Regions from separate parts of the Mus musculus genome. Here regions 2, 3 and 4 are each linked to region 1. The links are chromatin contacts, called in public ChIA-PET and promoter capture Hi-C maps. All regions are on one chromosome and are shown on one strand. The core of a region is the stretch at or near the end of the contact, and the rest is flanking DNA. Distances in the headings are between cores, read along the strand shown.

Region 1 (3,690 bases), core at 380-2,879:
TGGAACCAGAATCTTGAGGGAGTAGCGGTAGGATTCGGCATTTTTACGAAGTTTACAAGAGCAATGCTTTGGAAAATACTAGTTTGGAGTTAACTTTGGAGACTTTAGCCTCCAACCGAACAAGAGTTGGGCAGCAGTAAGGGGAAGCCACACAAGTCCTCCACATTCAGATATAAACTCTCCTATTGCAAAACAATGAGCAGTTATACTTCTGTTATTCCAAGCTCAGCTTTCCAGTAATTTTGTCTGGAAGAGGGCCAAAGCTGGAAGTTAAGAAAATGAAACATTTCTCTCAGGGAAAGGACTTTTGCCCCCTCTCCCCAACCCCCAAATATCTCAAGATGCAATTTGATAGAATCACTATCCTACTTGTTGACGGGAAGAAAAATAACCTCTCATTAGCTAGCTGTGGATACAAACATCGGATCAATCATTGCCTGCAGCCATAGCAAAAAGTAGGTGGAGAAGGAAGAAAGCGGGGCTTAAAAAACACCACCACAGGAAAATAGAAATGGTTAAAGTGGATGTACAGGCAGATGAACACAAGCCAAGTGAGGGGTCTTTAAGAAAAGTAAGAACACTGCAAATAAAACAGCACCAAGGTGGGGATTTTATACACTCGCGCACACCTCTGCAATCCCATGGGACTTTGGTACTGTCTGAGTATCTTATTTGATATTCAATGATCCACTAAGAATTTCATTATCCAGTTCTGTTTTGTTTTTTTCTTTTTTAAGAACGTAAGAAATTCGTACATCTTCGAGAGATTTCTGTCAAATGATTAAAAAAAAAAAAAAGATTGCCACCTTAAAACGCAGCGCAACCAATAAACTGAACTACAAGTCAGACGTGGAACCTGGTTTCATCAGTCACCAGTTTTGGCTGGACAGGGGGAGGACTCAGGTTCCCAAAGACGACCCTCTCCCTAAGGCTTCCGGTGAAACTGCAAAAGTAAGCAGTCCGGGCCGGCCCTCAGGCGCTACTGCAGCGTCCCCCCCACCGCCCCCCCATCGCTCGAGGCTTAAGGAAATTGTCGCCGCCTCCGCTTCGCTCTCCGCGGTGGCAGACGTCAAGGTAACGGGTTTCCACTAGATTCGGCTGGTCCGAGTCCAGAACCTTTAAGCTGTGCGTTTCTGAAAGACGTAAATCTGTTTCGTGGGTGCTAGAAAATGCCGGGGCTCTAACCGTCTGGGAGTGGGAAGGTCTGAGCCCACTTCGGGGCGCTTCCCCGTCCGGGGCTTGCCTCTAAAAGCACCTGCCGGCATCCTAAGTTCTGGGGCTTGCCGAGAGGGGCTGACACGGTTCGTCTCTGGGGGCGGTGGGTGGGGGGCGCTTTCTAAACTGCATTCGGAATGGCGTGTGGGGCCCCGGATACGTCAATCATCCGCACAGTTCCCGGGCTCTGGGAGAGCGGCACCGGAGCTCGCATGCCACACACACTTGCGGGCCCGGGAAGCCTCGGCTTGCGGGGCGGCGGGCGAGCGGGTTCGGGTGCGCGCGCTCGAGCTCGTGTGTGTGTGTGTGTGTGTGTGTGCGCGCGCGGGGGCTCCGGGTCCAGGCGGCCGGGGGCGCCGTCGGCGGGGCTCGCGCAGCCGCACTGGGCGCGCCGACTCCGGGCTCCTCCTCCCGGCTCCGTAGTAATCATGGCGGCGGCGGCATTCGCGGTCCCTCGGGTGAAACAGAAAGCGGGAGCTACGCGGAGAGGGAGCGAAGAGCGGGGCTGAGGCGGCGGCGCCGTCACTGCCGGGAAACACCCCTCCCCAACAACCCCCCTCCACAGCAGTCAGCGCAGCGGCGGCCGCGGGAGCCCCGGCCCACCGCCAAGCGAGTGAGAGGACGAGCCGGAGCCTCGCAGGAGAGACGCCCGGGGTGGGGGATCCGCCTTCCTTCGCTTCGGAGCGGCGGGATTCGGAGGTGAGAGCCGGCAGGGGGACGCCGGAGCCCGCGTCGGGGAAACCGTTAGGCTGGGGCTGCGGGCCGCGCCGCCGGAGGGCTGAGCCCGTCGGGGAGGGCGGGCGGACGGGCGACGCCCCCACGCGAGGCCGCGCCGTCCGCGGGGTGACGGACCCGGGACGCGGCGGGGACGTGCGCGACACCTGCCGGGGCTCGGCGACAGCGGAGCGCTGCCTGCGCACCTGAGGGTTAAATCCTCGAAAACACGCCCTTCGGGTCTGCGCCCGCCTGCCTGGCCGCCCGGGCGGCCGCCGCAGCCGGTGCCTGGCGGCTCCTCTTCCCCAGGTAAGGCAACCACCTGTTCGGTCGGTGGCGAGGAGGAAGGGAGGCTGCGGTGCTCGCCCAGCTCGGCAGCCTGCGTGGGTGAACTTTTGACACGACTCTGGGAAAGGGCGGCACGCGCTGGGTGAAGGAAAAGGAGCGAGTAATTTCGACGTCAGATCGCTAGCGCTTGCTGCTTTTACCGTGTGTGATAGGTAATTGTAGTTTTATTAAACTATCACCTTTCATAAAAAGCATTGGGGGGTATTCGTGTGTGTGTGTGTGTGTGTGTGTGTGTGAGAGAGAGAGAGAGAGAGAGAGAGAGAGAGAGAGAGAGAGGGAGGGAGAGAGAGAGAGAGATTGCTGAGGGTGCTAAGGATGGTGAGCTAGAGATTATTTATTTTAGTGAGACTGTAAGTTCCTTTGGGCACCTTCTCGGCTGTCCGTCTACTAACTGACAGTGGCAGGCGGACAAGGCTTTCCCTCTTTTTGTATTATAATCTTGAAGTGCTCACGGGTAGACTTTAAAAAACACCGAGCCACATAATGATGTTGCTGCATCCTATTGTGGTCTGTTTCAGTTCTTGAAACCCAAGTTTGTGCGTGTTGTAAGAAGCAAATAAGCATCGCCTCTCAGCCTCTTGGCTAAGATGAGTTGTAAGAATGAAAGAGCAGTTGAAGCTTTTCTGTAATATTTGAATCACTATGCTTTTGCCAGTATCAGTACGAAACATATGCCAGTCAAAACCGAGCCATATGTCAGACAGAAGCAAATTGAGATTTCTGGCTCATATCCCGTGTTTAGATAAATATTTAGTTTGTGTGTATTTGCGGAGTGTGTAATTCTTGTCATCTCGGAAATGTTGTTTAAGTCACCTAAAAATGTTCCAGAGAGATGACCCCCCTGCCTTCTTAACATTTTCTTGTTTAAATTGATTTTTTTTTTCTCAACTAATGAGATCAGTTACCCATGGAGACAGGTGTTGGGCCTATTGGAAAGCAATGATAAGGTCTTTTAAAACATGGCTTTTCGTTGGGTTTTTAAAAAAATTTAGTCCTCTTGTAATTTACCACTAATAACATCCTCTGAAGGGAGGAGAGAAGATAAGGGGATAGGGAGAAAAATCTTGTTTAGGTTTTACGTTTAAAAATTTTAGCATTTTCATATTAAATTTCTCTGTGTTGTTTTATCTTCATAGATCCTCTCCAGGCTTGCTTTGTAGGTTAAGTGGGACGTTTTTCTCTCAGGCTGCTTCCCTTTGGCCACCTGTATGCCTCTGCCTTAACTCTTTCCTTTTCCCCTTCTGTCTGAATCCTCGTCACCAGTGGTCAGGAAAAAGAAACTCATGCTTAATTAACACTAGCCTCAGGGAAGCATGATTGTAAGGGGAATTTTCTTCTCCCAAATTAATGGTGTGCATTTGAAAACACAGATTTTGTGTGTGTGTATGTGTGTGTGTGATGTGTCATCATTTC
Region 2 (3,690 bases), core at 312-2,811, 840 kb before region 1:
TACACTGATGCTCTCTTCAGATACACCAGAAAAGGGCATCAGATCCCATTACAGATGGTTGTGAGCAACCATGTGGTTGCTGGGAATTGAACACAGGACCTCTGGAAGAGTACTCAGTGCTCTTAACTGTTGAGCCATCTCTCCAGCCCCCGCCCCCCAAGATACATTCTTAATGCTATGGTAAAAGAGAAAGAGCTGAAATAAAGACAATTTATCAAGCATCCCATAGATGCAAAGGCATCTCTCTTAAAGGAATTTTCAAATAGATTAAAAACTATTAGAATAAAATCCTATTTGTTCACTAAATCCTTATCCTCTTAAAACTTGGCAGCATTATTTAAGGAAGGGAGGGGGCTAAATCTATCCACCTATGATGTGTCTAGTTACTTCAAAACATAACCAAAACTCTATCTTAGAAAGCTAATCCCGCTCTTGAAGTTTTAAGGTACTAACACTGAGGGCCAATTTGTTTGGGGCTTGTTGTTGTTTAATTGGTTTGTCTTTGTTATTTAGTGACAAGCCTTGGCTGGCCTTGAACTATGTATGTAAAAGATGACCTTGAATATCTCATTCTCTTGCCTCCACCTTAAGTGCTAAGGTTACAAGGATGCTGGGGATAGAACCCAGGACTTCCTACATGCCAGGCAGGCCCTCTACCAAATAAACTGCATTCCCAGTACCCACTTTTTGTGTTTGAATGCTGTAGAACAGACACAACAAGCACACAGCTTCAGAAATGGACCCTTGTGGAACTAAACCTCAGTTCTGTCTCAGACTGCTATGTCTCCTAGGCCAAAGTACTTCTCTGAGCCATCATCAGATCGTCATCAATGGTTACTGGCCTTAATGACAACCCCTGTGCTGTTGACAAGCCTAATGACCTTAGGACAACATCTGACACTCCCTAAATGTCGAGAAACAAAGCAGCAAAATAGGTACTAGAGTCTGTCCAGAAGTGAAATCCTCTAAAAGATTTACTCTCCCATCTAATCCTTACTCTCCCATCTAATCAGCTGGGAAACTGAAGAACTCGTTATCAGTACTCACTACCAGGACTGACTGATAGATCAGCTCTGCTGGTGTTCCTAAGTCCTTCCCACCTACGACAGTTTGCTGGACCTCAAAGTACACTTGAAGGGCATCCCCTTACCCAAAGGGGGTCCGGAAGCGTTGGCCCCGGGCAAGGACAGCCCCCGTCCCCTCTGGGATCGCTCCGGCAGGCTCCCGCAGGTGAGGCCGACTGCCAGGCCGCCCTGCCGGGCCTCCAGCGGCCGGGGGACGGAGCCGAGCCCAGCTGCCCCGAGCGCCAGCTCGCAGCCCTGGCCCGCAGCCTCTGTGCAGAGCAGGGCATCCCGGCCGTGCCAGCGCCGCTGAGAGCCCCGGAGCTGGGCCGCGCCCCTGAGCCTTGCCCGCCGACCCCCGCGGCCAAAGCGAACAGGGCGAGCTTACCTGGGCGGCGGCTCGCAGCGTAGTCTGCGGCCGGTGGCTCCTCAGGGCGGCCGCGGCCAACTGCCGGCCGTAGAACATGGACGCCGCCATTTCTGAGTCCGACCCGTCCCCTGGGCACCGCGCAGGCGCAGAGACGCAGTTGCTCTCGGGGCGCTCCCGGCCCGAGACAAGGACAATCCTCGGGGGCGGGGCCTCGCGTTAACCCCGTCGCTGCCGGAGGAGCCGGGTTTGGCAGGCACAAAGCAAACTTTGGCCTTCAGAACTTTGACCTCAGTGACATGTGGACAAGGGGCCATCAGAACGCTTCCTAGAGAACTGTGACGCTGCTACTTCAGTCTTCTTACCTTCTCTGAGCCCTAGTGGCCTCACAAGTGAAATGGGGTTACTTAGGGAAAGCGAATGTATGCGTTGAGCCTTTAGGATACAATAGATACTAAAATAAAACATAACACAAAATAATAAAGACAGTGCCACTGATACTCAAAAGACTGTTACTCACTAGTTACTGAAGCCGCCCATACTGAAAACACTCCTAACAAAGTGTTTGAGAGAGCTAGAGAGATGGCTTAGTAGTTTGGAGCTGGTACGGCTGTGGCACTCAGCTGAATTCCCAGCCTCATGTCAGACAGCTCACCACTGCGTATGGGCTCTGAAACTCTCTTCTGGCCTCCCTGGGCACCAGCACACACGTGCACATACATATATCCAACAATGCATACATATTAAAAGAAAAGAAAAGAAAATACTATCACATTTGAACTGAAAAAGATGGGGTAACCCAGGACCCAGAAAGACCTATTACATGTTCTCTCAAATTTAAATATGCTATCTTTAAATTTTTATATGTATGTATTTATGTGTGAGCAAGGATTAGAGGCCAGAAACTATAGAGGGCCCCATGAGAAGACACAATAATATGTTTGTGTGAAGGCACAGTAACTAATAAGACTCATGTAAGAAGGAACAGGGCGGTGAGGGAAAGAAGGAAGGGATCAACCAAAACTACTATAAAAATGGTGTAAGAAAGCCTATGAGTTGTAAGAAAGCCTATGAGTTGTATGCTAACTTTAAAATATACCCACCCCAAGGCATGCCTGATAGTTTATGCCTGCAATCCCATCCCAATGGAAGCTACAATGAGAAGTTAAAGAACTCCAGACTACTCTACAACTCACAGGGGGGGGGGAGATACCCCACTAGCCGTGAAACCCATCAGCAGCATCCTTTCATGGAGGGGGTAATGGTCTCATGAGGCCTCCCCCCTCCTTGAGGATTGGTTGAAAGTTAATGGTTGGCATTGGAGTGCATTCATTCAGTGGCGTAGCCTGTGTTCCTGTAAGCAAGCCAAATGAAACGTGTTCAGCCATCAAAGAAGAGACAGGAAAGTGAAGCCTGCAGAATTAAGAAACAAAAGTCGAAAATGGGTGAATATGATCGAAATGAACTAAATACTGGGGCTAGAAAGGCAGCTGTTCCACAGTTAAGAGCCACAGCTGCTCTTCCAGAACGTTCCAGTATGATCCCCAGCACCCTTATGGCAGCTCGCATCACCTGTTCCAGTTCCAGAGATCTGATGCCTTCAAGAGCACCAGGCATGCGACTGGTACACAGGCAAAACACTTGTACACATAAGATGAAATTTTAAAATGTATTAGATGCATGCATGAAATGCTATAATGAAACACATTGTTATGTACAGTTAAGATATGCTAATAAAAATACTTTTAAATAAAAAAACAAAGTAAGAAAACCACCCCAGGCCCCACCCAGGGGAAATTAGGGAATTTTTATTAGAGTCTCTAGGTGGAGCAGACACACACATCATCTTAATTTCACTTCCTGGCACTGTGATAAAAACACGCTGACAAAAAACCTTAAGATACAAAAGGGTTTCTTGGCTCACAAATCCAGGTTACAGTGCATCATTGTGGGAGATCAGGATGACAGGAACGTGAAACAACTAGACGCATTCATTCGCATCCCACGCACAGTGGGGAGCAGTGGGTTCCTGCAAGCACACGGTGCTCAGCCCTTTATCTTTACTCCCAGACAAACCAGATCCCTCCCCCGGGGAACACTGGCGCTTCCCACTGGTGGAGAGTCCCCCATAGAGATGCCACTGGCCTAATCTAGGCAATCCTTCCTTGAGGTTCCAATCCCAAGTGATTCTAAATTGTGTCAGATTCTTAATTAAAGCCAACCATCACAAAAGCATGTCCTAGGCCATAAAAATCCCCTGCC
Region 3 (3,690 bases), core at 326-2,825, 580 kb before region 1:
CCAGCAAGCTTGTCATGGAAGGGGAGCGGTCAGGGTTCTAGAGCAGGCTCTGCCCCTCTGGTCTGGCTTGAGATTCTCTCTCTATTTTCTGTAGTTTGCCTTTGTTATCATCTCTGTGGGAAGCTGGGTTTTACAGTCCTCGTGAAGTGTCACCTGAATTGGGGCTACTCAATAGACAACCATTAGAGTGTGTTCCCAATGAGCTGTTCATAGTAAATATGCATAGATGCCTTACTGTATTATCAAGTACAAGGTGCCCTTACAACAGAGAGGGTAGAGGCTCATCATCCATCCTTCTTGTTCTCTATCAAAAACAGTAGCTATTATCTATGAGAGAGAAGGAAGGGGGTTACAGTAGAGCTTAGAGGAGAAGCAGTCACTCAGGTCTGCATTCTAACCTGATCCTGAGTATATACTATGTAATCTTGGATAAATGAGTTACCTAACTTGGGTACATAGTTTTCTAATGTCTAAATCAAGTTAATGAGAGTACCTATTAGTCAGGGCTCTCTATAGTAACAGAACTCATAGAATGGACCTGTATCTATATCTCTAGATCTATATCCAAAGGGAATTTATTAGAATGGCTTACAGGCTGCAGTCCAGCTAATCTAAGAATGGTTAACTATGAATGGAAAGTCCAAGAATCTAGTAGTTATGCACTCAGTCCACAAAACTGCATGTCTCAGCTGGTCTTCAGCATATGCTGGGATCCTGAAGTAGGCTCTAGTGGCAATGAAGGAATGGACTTGCTAGCAAGGGGAGGACAAGCAGGCAAAGAACAAAAGCTTTCCTCTCCCTTATATAGACTCCCAGCAGAAGGTGTGACCCAGACTAGATTTGGGTTAAAGGTGTGTTTTCTCCTCCTAAAGATAACGGACTTTTGAATTTTAGTTAATTCCAGATGAGGTCAAGGTGATGATCAAGTATAGCCATCACACACCTGTTAATGTTTTAATTGAGATAATATATAAATAGTGCTTTCATGATAGCTTTTAATTTGTGTGTGTGTGTGTGTGTGTGTATGTGGGCAAATGTGGGCTATAGCACAGTTGTGAAGAGTAGAGGGCAACTTGAAAGAGTTGGCTCTCTCCTTCTACCACGTGGGTCTCAGTTTCAAACTTATATTGCCAGGCCCAGCAGCAAGCATCTGTACCCACTCAGCTATCTCACAGGCCCAAATATTTATTAGGTTTTTAAAGAAGAAAATAAGACATTGTCTATTTGGAAAACACTGCATAATACTGTATTTTCATATTGTATTCCCTCTTAGACAGTCACAAAACACCAAGGCAATGCACGATATTTAGAAGTTTGATTGAGTTAAGCATTTTCTAAATGACTAATATTTACATTTGCCTTAGTTACTCTCTGTTGCTGCGATAAAATACTCCTACAGGAACAATTTAAGGGAGAAAGGGTTTACTTTGACCTACAGTTCCAGAGGGATACAGTTTGTCACAGTGAGGAAGATGTGGCAGCAGACCTGGAAAGCATGGTGGCAGAACAGGAGGCTCCTGACCACATGGCATCCCTCAAAAGAAAGCAGAGTGCATGAACAGGAAGTGGGTTTTGGCTATTAAAGCCGTAACTCCCACCCCCACCCCACCGGTGACTCTCTTTCTCAAGTGTGATCCTTGTGGGGATATTTCACATTCAAACCACAAACCATAATGCCATTTAACATCAGTTAAGATCTCATACAAGAAGTGTTTATGGAATATACTTTAAGAAAATGTATGATGTCAGCTGTTTTGTTGTAATCAAATTAACAAGCTACATCAAGAATTAACTGTTAGGGGCTGGAGAGATGGCTCAGCGGTTAAAAGCACTGACTGCTCTTCCAGAGTTCCTGAGTTCAATTCCCAGCAACCACATGGTGGCTCAAAACCATCTGTAATGGGATCCTATGCCCTCTTCTGGTGTTTCTGAAGACAGCGACAGTGTACTCACATACATGAGATAAATAAATAATTCTTAAAAAAAAAAAAGAATTAACTGTTAGTACCCTGCTATCTCCATGAGCTCTGAGTTTGATCAAGAGATCCTGCCCTCAAAGAATAAGATGAAAGAACAATTTAATATCCCTGACATCAGTCTCAGGCCTCCACATACATGTGTACATGTGCACATGCCACAACATGTCCACGTGAAAATGCAGTAATGGCTGTGATGCTGGATTGAAGAGTACCGCGTTTAAGTAGAAATGATGCAGTACGTCATGGATCTTAGCTAGGTGAGAAGGCGGTACTGTTGATTTCTACTAAGGAAAAAGAGAAGGAGGAAGTTCTGAATAGGGATTAGAAATAGAAATGTATCCAGAAAAATGAGTGGGGACAGGAACTGGGCGTGTCAGGCATGTGCTGAGCATGTGCACACCAAAACAGTGACTGGATGTGCTTTGAGCGCTGATGTATGGAAGGTAGGATGGGGGCTGGGCAGGAGCAAGCTAGCTGTGCCCTGCACAGTGGAAATGCTGAGTGCTTTTACACTGGGGAATGGCATAGTCTGATTTGGCCTTACAAGGCTGCCCTGCACTTTGTAACTTAAGATTTTTATTGACTAGTCTTTTGGAATAATTTAGCTTTAATTAAGTTGGTGGCTTTGAATCAAATCAAGGTTTCCGTTTCCCATTCTACTTGTACAGTTTTCTGGAGTATGAAGATTGCAATGCCAAAGCTTGTTTATTATAGGGTAAACTATAGAGATATATGTGGCTTATTGGTTAGTTACCCACTGAGCTAACAGTCTGGTCTGGTCATTGGTTTTGATTTAACAGTGAGTGACAGAAGCCGGTTCTTTTATCTTAGAACATGGTGATATGAGATGGCATTTTGTAGTAAGCAGATATACTTTAACTTTCTTTTAGAAGGCTAATGACTCATGCTGCAGAAGTATTTTAAAAGTTTTCTTTTAAGCTGTTATTTTACTGAAATTATTTTTTTCTTTTCAGGACGTGTGAACTTATATATTTGACACAACCCAGCAGTGCGTAAGTAGCATGTAATTTTTCACTAAAATTTGTTTTTTTGGACTAATCTCAAACATATTGTTTACTTTGGTGATAAAAACATACTACTTTATAAGTTAAGGTGGTAAAATCCTGTTTGGATTTGTTTATCTTCTAAAAATGTGTGCCTTACTTATATAGCAGAGAGAACCAATTGGCTGGAATTCAGTGTTCTCTGTCACTTTTCTGAGGAAAATGCAGTTCATTCATTAAGTTTTTATTAACGATCTATCACAGGGATTTTATCAACAAGGCTCTGCATACTTTTGTATAAGAACAAATACATTCTCAATTTAGGGATTTGGAGAGAAGACTGGACCCAGGCGTGAAACCCAACATCCCACATGGTGGCTTACAGCTGTTTGTATTTCTAGTTCTGTGGGGTGGGATGCGATGACCTCTTCAGGCCCCTACAGACACCAGGCACACAAGTCGTGCACAAACACACAGATAGGTAAAATATTCCTACTCATTAAAAAACTTCATTTACAAATCCTAAATTCCTGAACAGTATGGCAGTGTTCTTCTCTGTAAATAGCTCAAGTAATCCTGGAGATTTCCTGCCCCACGAAAGCACTGGCATTGAAGAGATTGATTGAAATGCAAATTGTGCATATATTAATTCATAAAAAGCTGTTGATTCTAATGAGTGGTCATTCTATGGAAAAATTATCAAGGTA
Region 4 (3,690 bases), core at 313-2,812, 540 kb before region 1:
TAATGTCTATTCTTTTTAGATGTGTTCCTATTGACTGATTCTCTCCTTTCTAACAGCCACTTGGTTTTTTTGCCTCTTGGTGATTTGTTTTTTGTTTTGTTTTTCGAGACGGGGTTTCTCTGTGTAGCCCTGGCTGTCCTGGAACTCACTCTGTAGACCAGGCTGGCCTCAAACTCAGAGATCCATCTGCCTCTGCCTCCCAAGTGCTAGGATTAAAGGCGTGCACCACCACTGCCTGGCAGTGATATTTTACTAGACGTTAAATATTGTGAATTTTGCCTTACTGGTTCCTGGATATTTTCATATTCTTAATAATATTCTTGAGTTGTGCTTTGGGACACATTTAAATTGTAAGTAGCTTAATTGTTTTGTACTCCCTCCCCTCCCTCCAGCTTTTTCTTTTTCTTTTTCTCTTCTTTTTTCTTTTTTTGTTTGTTTCTTTCTGATTCCAGAAACTTTTTCTAATTTCCCCCACTATCCAAGAGGTGATCTTGTAAGTACTTTACCTGCTGCTGCCTGTAGATGGATCATAAGCTCGTCTACTGTGGCAGGTAGGAAGCAGTTTGGACTCCAGCAGTGCCTCTGCTCCCCCAGGGCTTCTTCGTCTTTAGTCCTGGGGAGTTATCTCATGGGTGTGGACTGCTGTGCCCCAGCTGAAGTGGGTCTCCACAGACCTGCTCAGCTCTGTTGTGTGAATCCTGTCCCCTCAGTGCTGTTGACTTGTGTTTGTTGGGAGCCAGTGGGTTTCCATTCCCATCATTGTCTGTCGGTGTTTCGGCTAGGATACTTTCCCTGCAGTGGGCTGCAGCATGCTGTCTCATGGGACTCTCGTGGGCCTTTGTCCTGCTGCTCACCATTTGAGAACTGTTTTTTTGTTTTGTTTTGTTTTGTTTTGTTTTGTTTTGATTTATTTATTTATTTATTTATTTATTTATTTATTTATTTATTTCAGTTTTGTAGTTGTTTAAAACCACAAAATCTGGTTCTTGTTCTCCAGCAGGGCTGTCAGTTTCTAAGTGAAAGGCTTCATGATTGGTGAGATCCATATAACTATGATGTCGAAGTCCCTGAGGACTGTTTAGGACAGTGTTTCTGTGGGGGCTGTTCTGGAGTACAGCTGACTCTGTGGAGACACCGAAGTGCTAGTAGTTCATTATTTCCTCTTAATACTATCTAGAAAACCACAAGAAAGTTGTGTCTGTAAATACTGACAGACGTGGCTGACTCAGTCACCAAACACAAGGGAGTTTGCTTATGCAGCTAATTTGATTACTATGTTCTTATACATTAGTTTTGATCACTATACTCTTACATATAAAGGTTAAACATTTTTCTTGTCAGTTCTTTCCCCAGATATTACATGAAGCACAGTATTATACACCAGTACTATGGTAGTAAGTGACTCAGCCTGTTTGAGTCCTGATTTGGTAGCAAACTCACAAACAGATTTTTGAGATGTTTTGGTATCTTTTGAAAAGTCAGTGTTGACAGGAAGTGAACACAAAAGGGAGAAAAGCCTGTGGCTCTGTAAAAGCCAAGGAAGGAGCCAAAGAAAGAACCTGTATTGTCTGGTTCCGTGGTGAATCATTAACCTCTGGTGCACTGGGCACAAAGGTTGCGTGCCTGCCTGTGCTATTGGCTGTGAAACAATACGCTGGCTTTTTTTTTTTTTTTTTCTTTTTAAGTTACAGTTTACAAAGAATTGTGCCTTACAGGAAAACAATTGAATTGTGAGATAATGATTACTTGACTTAGTAACTTTTAAAACTGTGGGTTAGGACAATGACACAGCGCAGGCCATGTTGACAGTTACACAAGAACCAGGGGACTGGAATGTGATTTTTTTCTACCATGTGATTTTTTTTTCTTAAAATCAATTCTTTCTGAAAACATATCTTACCATGATCCATTTTCTCTTTAATATCACACCTCTATTTTCCACAATTCACTGTTATGGTCTTGGGTAACTTGGGAGACTTGACTTCACAGTCAAAGTGAAAAATATTTTATTTTGTTCAGAATACATTGTTGATACTGGCTGAAATAGGGCTCAGGGATATTCTAGGTTGTGTGTCTCTGACAAAAAGAATTACTTCATAGTTTCTAAATTATTTAAGAAAAGCCCTTTTTTTTTCCCAAGACAATACCGGGCCCTCATTTTCCTCTTCTTCTTTACTTCCTTTCTCCTTCTTTCTGCATATCAGCCATTTGGAAAGAACTGCAGTTGCCCAAGTGAAAGAAACAAAACATGAGAAATAGCCCCAAGCCTCCAAGGAACTTGTGATCTAGTAGAGAAGTGAATTACAGTGCTGTGCTGAGCTATGGCAAAAAAAAAAAGGAAAAAAGGAAGGAGGAAAGAGGGAGGGAAGGAAGGAAGATGACAGACCAGTAAGAGTCAAACTAGTGAGCACACATGGATGAGAGACTGCTTACAACAGATTTGGGAATGTGCAGCGATCGAGGATATGAAGGTGGCCCTAACAGTTACCTAAAACCCAGCATTCAAAAGCTGCAGCAGCAGTTTGTTTTCTGAGTTCTAGGCAGGCCTAGGTCACAGAAGGAGACCCTATATTCACAAACTAATGCACAAAGCAACCCCTCTGCAAATTACTCCTGATGAAGATGAAAAGCCAGCCATGAGTAAAAAGGAGGTATTTTATACAAGGGAAGACAGCAGACAATTTTCTGCAGTAGCTTTGTGTGCTAGTGGGGTGGGAGGGTTCTTGGAACAGTCTGTGCCTCCTTCTCTCACAAAGCCTGCTTTAGTACTTTTGCTCTCACGCTGACGATGCCATTGCAGACATGATTATGTTAGTGCACTGGAGGACTCATTCACTAAAGATTGCTACAGGCTTTTGTGTTTGCTTTTTTAGTTGTATTAGATTATATGTGTGAGTGTTTTGCTTATGTGTGTATATATATACCACTTGTGTGCCTCATGCCTGTAGAGATCAAAAGAAAACATCAAGTCCTCTGGAACTGGAGGTTCATAGGTGCTAGGAACTGAACTGGGTTTTCTACAAGAACATCCAGTGCTCTAACCATTGACCCATCTCTCCAGCCCCAAATGTTACACTTTTTAAACCAGTACTTGTCCTCTTTTCTCACAAGCGGGTACTTATTTCTCAGTGTTTTGGTATCTTACTGTTGCTTGAATTTTGGGAGTCAAAACCTATGCTCTGGAATCTTAAGAAAGCTACCTGTCTCCAATAAACAAGGAATAAGTAATAGTAAAATACAGAGAAAGATAAAATTACTCTCTGTGGTACGTTGGCAAGAGGAGCAAATGGAAGTCACATCCGTCTGTGGACTCCTGAAATGAGGTCTAAGAGGCATGTGTAACTTGGACGTCTTTTTCAAGGTGTGGTCCCACTCATCAACTTGCCTCTATTCTCTGCTTTCAGAACTATGTGAAAATATAGTTCCTCCTCTTACTGCCACCAAGGATTCAGCCTTTCCCTTCCTTTGGCATGGAATTCCTAAGAAAATTTTAATTTGAGATTCATTGTTTCATTAGTTTGATAGTCAGAGAAAGACCTGAGTGTCTGTCTTTAGAATATCTCTTTTGCCAAGACAGTTATATTACCAACCTATAAGAAGTCGCCTTTACAGCTAGGTATAGTGAATCATATCTAGGGAGACAGGGGCAGGAGGGTCTTTTTGAGTTTAAGGCCTCCCTGGTCTACATAG

The links. Promoter capture Hi-C pulls out the DNA fragments that hold promoters and counts their contacts. ChIA-PET counts read pairs in DNA pulled down with a chosen protein or histone mark. Capture Hi-C pulls out chosen DNA fragments and counts their contacts.
Region 2: a contact with region 1 is called in a promoter capture Hi-C map of adipose tissue, with 4 times the contacts expected there. The contact joins the promoter of Sucla2 here to the promoter of Fndc3a in region 1. A contact is called at or near these places in 2 of 39 promoter capture datasets (liver and stem cell-derived epiblast-like cells), 3 of 484 Hi-C or Micro-C datasets (B cells, embryonic stem cells and rod photoreceptor) and 1 of 9 other capture datasets (adipose tissue).
Region 3: an RNA polymerase II ChIA-PET map of effector CD8 T cells shows a contact between it and region 1, with 10 read pairs. The contact joins the enhancer-like site here to the promoter of Fndc3a in region 1. A contact is called at or near these places in 8 of 39 promoter capture datasets (the 3T3-L1 cell line, the C10 cell line, the HPC-7 cell line and 4 more), 3 of 484 Hi-C or Micro-C datasets (adipose-derived mesenchymal stem cells, bone marrow-derived macrophages and cerebellum) and 4 of 115 datasets of contacts at active chromatin or transcription factors (acute myeloid leukemia, astrocytes, effector CD8 T cells and 1 more).
Region 4: a contact with region 1 is called in a promoter capture Hi-C map of liver, with 2.6 times the contacts expected there. The contact joins the enhancer-like site here to the promoter of Fndc3a in region 1. A contact is called at or near these places in 9 of 39 promoter capture datasets (the 3T3-L1 cell line, the C10 cell line, cranial neural crest and 6 more), 2 of 484 Hi-C or Micro-C datasets (LSK cells and granulosa cells), 7 of 115 datasets of contacts at active chromatin or transcription factors (astrocytes, bone marrow-derived macrophages, extraembryonic endoderm stem cells and 4 more) and 2 of 9 other capture datasets (embryonic stem cells and pancreatic islet).

What each region holds. Positions count from the first base shown.
Region 1 is chr14:72,707,942-72,711,631 of GRCm38.p6, reverse strand. It overlaps Fndc3a (fibronectin type III domain containing 3A), which reads left to right and starts at 1,629. Exons shown (of 26, transcript NM_207636.2): 1 at 1,629-1,914.
Region 2 is chr14:73,550,657-73,554,346 of GRCm38.p6, reverse strand. Sucla2 (succinate-Coenzyme A ligase, ADP-forming, beta subunit) reads right to left here and starts at 1,561. Exons shown (of 11, transcript NM_011506.4): 1 at 1,450-1,561. The coding sequence starts at 1,539.
Region 3 is chr14:73,288,011-73,291,700 of GRCm38.p6, reverse strand. Rb1 (RB transcriptional corepressor 1) reads left to right here. Exons shown (of 27, transcript NM_009029.3): 5 at 2,954-2,992. Among named protein-coding and RNA genes, the nearest start is that of Rb1, 36 kb to the left of the region's middle. Within about 2 kb of position 1,575, at least 25 of the 459 cell types and tissues checked have an H3K27ac peak or open chromatin away from gene starts, as enhancers often do. A contact at or near this core is called in effector CD8 T cells, where this site is marked.
Region 4 is chr14:73,251,518-73,255,207 of GRCm38.p6, reverse strand. The region is part of intron 17 of Rb1 (RB transcriptional corepressor 1); the gene reads left to right. Among named protein-coding and RNA genes, the nearest start is that of Lpar6, 15 kb to the right of the region's middle. Within about 2 kb of position 1,562, at least 121 of the 459 cell types and tissues checked have an H3K27ac peak or open chromatin away from gene starts, as enhancers often do. A contact at or near this core is called in astrocytes, bone marrow-derived macrophages, embryonic stem cells and 7 more, where this site is marked.